2 separate regions of the Sus scrofa genome follow, and region 2 is linked to region 1. The links are chromatin contacts, called in public Hi-C maps. All regions are on one chromosome and are shown on one strand. Each heading gives the region's core, a stretch centred on a gene start, on an enhancer-like site or on the middle of the called end of the contact. The rest is flanking DNA. Distances are from core to core; before and after follow the strand shown. Region 1 has its middle 14 kb from the start of FEM1B. Region 2 has its middle 21 kb from the start of FEM1B.

Region 1 (2,700 bases), core at 46-2,545:
GTTCTCAAGTTGGATGGTTTGTTTCCAGTTGTTTATTTTAATGTTGCATTTATTATTTTGATGTATCAAATAATGCTCGGTATATGATTAAAAAGTGGCCTGTAGTTTCTTCCTTTCACCACTACATGGCAGGCAAGTCCTTCAGTAAAGTAACTCTTGACTGGGAAAGGAAAATGGAACTGTACCTAATGGCTGTGTTCTAGTAGCGTTCAGTTTCCCCTACAGGAGCATATGTAAAACAGGGCTTTTTGTTCTGAGTGTTTACATGCATAACCAGGGCAGTTCAGGGGCACCTTACTCTGACGTGGATCTTGCAGCCCTGTGGCCAGGTTTGGTTTTTTTTTTTCCCTTTCTTTTTGCCTATGTAACCATCTTTGCAAACTTAAAAGTATATCTGCTTAAATGCTGATTTTTATTTCTCAGAACTTTTCAATTATTTTCCAAGGTGTTCATTCCTAAAATAACAACATGGAACATGCGGTTGGTTATTTGGCTTCTTTCTTGGCAATGGACACATCTAAATTCTCCTTCTAATGTGTATTGACTACTGGCTGTTTTTGCTGTTTGTTAGTGTTTTTTTGGCTATGCCCAAGGCATGTGGAAGTTCCTGGGCCAGGGATCGAATCTGTGCCACAGCAGCGACCCAAGCCACTGCAGTGACAATGCCAGATGATTAGGGACTGTTTTGTACCATTAGCATTATAACCACTGTATAATGAATTCTGGCTGGCACTGTTACATACAGGAATATTTTAAATTTGGTAGCAATGATAAAATAGCAATACCATAGTCACAATCATCATTACAATCACTCACAGGAATTCTGGTGCCAAATTTCACCAGTCACAGGAAGGGACTGACAAACATTGGTAGGTATTTCTGTTTCAGCAGCATATGTTATGTCACCAAGTGGCAATAGCACAAACCTTTCTCCAGCCACCCACTTCCATTTTCATGCTCTAGACCTGCCCTGTCCACTCCATCAGCCATTAGCCACATGCAGCAACTGAGTACTTGGAACTAGATATTTCCTAAACTATACACCAGATTTTGAGGACTTAGTATGAAGAGAAAAAGTAAAATGTCTCGGTAATTTTAATATTGATTGCATGTTGAGATGATAACATTTTGGATGTGTTAGGGTAAATAAAATATATTAAAATTAATCTCAGCTGGTTCTTCCTACCTTTTTAATTGGCTACTAGCACATTTAAAATTACATACGTGGATCGCATGTGTGTCTCACATTTTATTTCTATTGGACAGTGCAGCTCTAGAGGTTATCAACACTTGTGATCCTCACCTACCAAAGTCGGCTTCATTGGTGTGTGGCTGATGCAGTCAACACAGGGAGCCCCCATCTTCACAAGTGCTTCGCCTTTGATTTAATTCTCTGCTGTAACTGCCCTGAAATCCTTAATTGCTATTTTTGAATTTGCGTTTTAGAAGGAAAGCTCCCAGAACAATGGAATATGCGCTGGGGGGGCTGAAAGCCTTGGTTCATGCGTCTTCACGCCTTCAGTCAACTCCCGGTGTCCCTGCTCCTGCCCCGCGACTGCTGCCACCTTTGGTCTGCGTCACGGTTTTGGGCGCGGTTGTGGGAAAGGTCAGGGGTGTGATGGTGGCTATCCCGTCTCCGGGCTGACTGTGCAGGGTCTCTCGCCCACCTTGACCCAGGGGCGAGAGCGCCACCAACGCCGAGGTCGCAGAACCCTTGGGAGTCGCCTGTCTGCCCTGGTTTGGGGGGGTGGGATCTGGGGAAGGAGAGACACCTGGCCTGACGTCGCTAGACTCCTCCCACCAGGGCGCGGCGCTGTGGTCAGCTGCAGACGGGGACCGGACCCTGCAGCCCGAAGGGCTGAGCTCACTCGCAGCCTCGGGAAGGGATGCGCGCCAACGCGCAGCGGAAAGACGCTTGGCTAAAGCGCCTGAGAGCATCGGGAGCGCGCCCTAGTCTGGCTCCAACCTTGAGGGAGAATTGCGAGGACCGTTTCCTCCTTCCAGTCTTCTGTTTGTTTCTTCTGGACAGCTCAAGGCACCCCCTGGGGACAAAACGTAACTCACAAATTGTGTAATTTCTGTAATTGATTCCACGGGAGTCACTATGACGATTGAAATACTGTGATATTTGCATTTAGAACTGCCCTTGCACAATAGAAAGATGAATGGTAAAATTCACACTAATAATTACAACTTAAAATTGTAATTCACTTTACATTTTTAAATGATTAAAAAATTGAAGTTAAATTGTGGCAAAATAGACAAGGTAAAATTTACCATCTTAATTAACCATTTTAATTGTATAGCTCAGGAGTGTCAGGTATTTACATTGCTATGCAGCCAATCTCCAGAACTTTTCCATCTTGCAAAACTAAAGCTCTACCTGTCAAACATCAACTCTCCATTTCTTACCCTGGCAACCACCATTCTACTCTCTGTTTCTATGACTTTGACTGAAATCATGGAGCCTTTGTCTTTTTACAACTGGCTATTTCACTTAGCATAATGTCTTCAAGTTTCATCTATGTTGTAGTGTGTGTCAGAATGTCCTTCCTTGTTAAGATCGAATAATATTCCACTGTATGCATATTTTATTTATCCATTCATCCTTCAATGGGCATATGGATTGCTTCCACTTTTTGGCTACTGTGAATAATACTGCTATTAAACTATGTATAAATATCTTTCCATTTTTTTGCT
Region 2 (2,700 bases), core at 176-2,675, 35 kb after region 1:
AAGAAAAGAGACAAATACCATATGGTATCGCTTACATGTGGAATCTAAACTATGGCACAAATGAACCTATCTACAAAATAGAAGCAGACTCAGACATGGAGAACAAATTTGTGGTTGCCAAGGGGGATGGAGGAGGGAGTGGGATGGACTGGGAGTTATTAGATACAAACTATTACATTTAGAATGGACAAACAATAAGGTCCTACTGTACAGAGCAGGGAACTATATCCAATCTTCTGGGATAGACCATGATGAAAAATAACAAAATGAAGAATGTATATATGACTAAGTCACTTTGCTCTACAGCAGAAATTGGCACAACACTGTAAATCAACTATACAATAATTTTTTTAAAAAGTAACACCCAGACTAAAGAAAATGCTGGCAGTAATACATTTCATCAGATACTTAATCTGGAAATTTTCAGTATGAATGCAAATTTCAGGTAGCTCACAAAATCTTAACTTTTTGGCCAGCTTAGAAAAAATTATGTTATTCTAATTTGGCTGTGGTTTGTAAATTTGATGTGTGCTCAGTTCTGGCTATGGTTTGCTTCTGCCTCATCTAGTGGGAACAAACTTGGAAATTCGTGCTTATTGAGCACCTACTGTGTATCAGACACTATACCAGGGATGTGCATGCCGAAAGAATGATTCTCTGCCCTCGATAAGCTTGTTGTCCAGGTGGATGCCCTTATTTGAAATCTGATTTTCTATTTTTCCTGAGATTTTAATTTTAAAAGTTTATGATGTTACCTTTGAACTATGGCTTGGGCCACCTCCTGAAAATGTTTCAGAAAACTACTATCATTTTTTATGTAGTACTAGGGAGCCAGGAACAAAGAACATGCAGGACTGATTGGAAAGGATGAGTCCTTAGGGCATGGTGTCCTGTGCCTATCTCTGTTATTTAAAAAAAATATTTTTTCTGCTTATACCCTACTTTGAGCCTCTTGAATTGGCTAGGTACATTTCAGTCTGTATCTTATTGAAAAGCTTCCGAGGCCAGGTGCCAGGCTTCTAGCCCTCCCTTCACACTAGAGCAGCAAAGCTCCTGTTCCGGTTTCAGTTTCCGTTTGGAACATGCTGTCCTACTTCAGTGTGATGTCGAAGCTAGTGGAATAGATAGTGATACAAAAAACACCCTGCAGATTTAATGGGGTCGATTAAGCTTGACTGTCCTTTGAGAGGAATCTAGTTGACATTAATACTAATAGAAGGATAATTTGGAGGGACTTTTTTTTTTTTTTTTAAAGGGTAAGAAGTAGTGGAGAATAAAGGGCAACATGACATTAGCTGAAGGTAAAAACAAAGGCCAGTGTGGTGAAAACAGGACATTCACTTCTAATGGCTGTACTGTCACTCAGGGCGTATCTGGTGGTGGAGAAACCTGGCCACTTGTTTGGGGAGAGGTGTGGTTGCGGTGAGTCACTATGCCGGAAAAATAGCACAATGAAGCCAGGTGCTTCTGTTACAGGCTGCCCGGCATCTTAAGGCTTAAAGTCCAAAGTCTAGTGTCTTATTTGGGGAGTGTATGGATGCTAAAAGCTCCTGAGTACGGATGGAGAGAGCAACTTGTTTTTTCAAGACCTAGGAAAGGCGACTTCCACGTCTCATGGGAGCTTGTCCACATTTCCCTGAGAAGAGTTATTCTCCCTCTGTTGTGGTTGTGTTAGCACTTTGCCCCCTTCACCTGATACCCACCTGTTAAGAAATACCACCTTCCTTAACGAAAACCCAGAAGCTCTACTGTTGGCCCTGGAAGGATGTCCCATGGGGGTCTTGACTGATTACTGCTGCCACCAAGATAGGCTGAAAAGGCAGCTGGGAAAGGCCAGCTGTGAGAAACTGATGTGGAAGTCTAGAGAATAACAGAATCTAATGGCCCTAGATTTTGCTGCTTCTATACGCTTAATGTGCTTAAGATCATCTCACAGGATTGGACCTGCGGATGGGGTAGAATGTGGCCTGTGTTTCTGATTTAGGTAGCCCTGGGACCCCACTTTGAGAAGCTCAGCCCTGGAGAGATCCTCGGCTTTAAGAGGCACACTTGGCCATCCAAGCTCTCGCGCCCACACCATCTGATGCCAGAAAGAAGTGCTCTTACCTGGATTCCTTCTTCTCAGCTCTCAGCCGACTGGCACTGAGGGATGCTGTAATTGATATGCTCTTCCCCACAGAACACCAGACGATGGCACAAGGGCCTGAAGCCTCTCTCGAATCTACCCAAGGTGTGCCCTTCGGCTTCTGTATCTTCTCTGAGGGCCGGTGCCCCTCCGGCATAGGGCTCACCATTTCAGTCAACAGAGAGACCCCCCCAGAACCTCCTGCACCTCTCAGTTCACGGCTCCTTGTTGGAGGTCTTTCCCTTCTATAGACAGAGAGCCTAGAACTGAAGAAATCCTGACCAAACTCTAGAAGCACCTTGCTGTGGGTAACTTGGTTTGCAGTCAGACCTCGGCCCAGGCCCGCCGTCCTCCTGCGCACTGGCTGCAGAACTGCCTTAGTACCACGGCCCCACCTGGAAGTCGGCGCAGCTGTTCGGAGTAGTGTCCAGTACCAGCTGATGATGCTTTTAAAAGACTGAATCGGGAGTTCCCGTCGTGGCGCAGTGGATAACGAATCCGACTGGGAACCATGAGGTTGCGGGTTCGGTCCCTGCCCTTGCTCAGTGGGTTAACGATCCGGCGTTGCCGTGAGC

The links. Hi-C and Micro-C count contacts between places; a contact is called where the count stands out from the background.
Region 2: a Hi-C map of omental adipose tissue shows a contact between it and region 1, with 2.1 times the contacts expected there. The contact joins two enhancer-like sites. A contact is called at or near these places in 1 of 5 promoter capture datasets (liver), 24 of 47 Hi-C or Micro-C datasets (alveolar macrophages, blood, brain and 12 more) and 2 of 2 datasets of contacts at active chromatin or transcription factors (alveolar macrophages and skeletal muscle).

What each region holds. Positions count from the first base shown.
Region 1 is chr1:166,146,351-166,149,050 of Sscrofa11.1, forward strand. No RefSeq gene overlaps it. Among named protein-coding and RNA genes, the nearest start is that of FEM1B, 14 kb to the right of the region's middle. Within about 2 kb of position 1,296, at least 42 of the 83 cell types and tissues checked have an H3K27ac peak or open chromatin away from gene starts, as enhancers often do. A contact at or near this core is called in omental adipose tissue, retroperitoneal adipose tissue and subcutaneous adipose tissue, where this site is marked.
Region 2 is chr1:166,181,611-166,184,310 of Sscrofa11.1, forward strand. No RefSeq gene overlaps it. Among named protein-coding and RNA genes, the nearest start is that of FEM1B, 21 kb to the left of the region's middle. Within about 2 kb of position 1,426, at least 19 of the 83 cell types and tissues checked have an H3K27ac peak or open chromatin away from gene starts, as enhancers often do. A contact at or near this core is called in omental adipose tissue, retroperitoneal adipose tissue and subcutaneous adipose tissue, where this site is marked.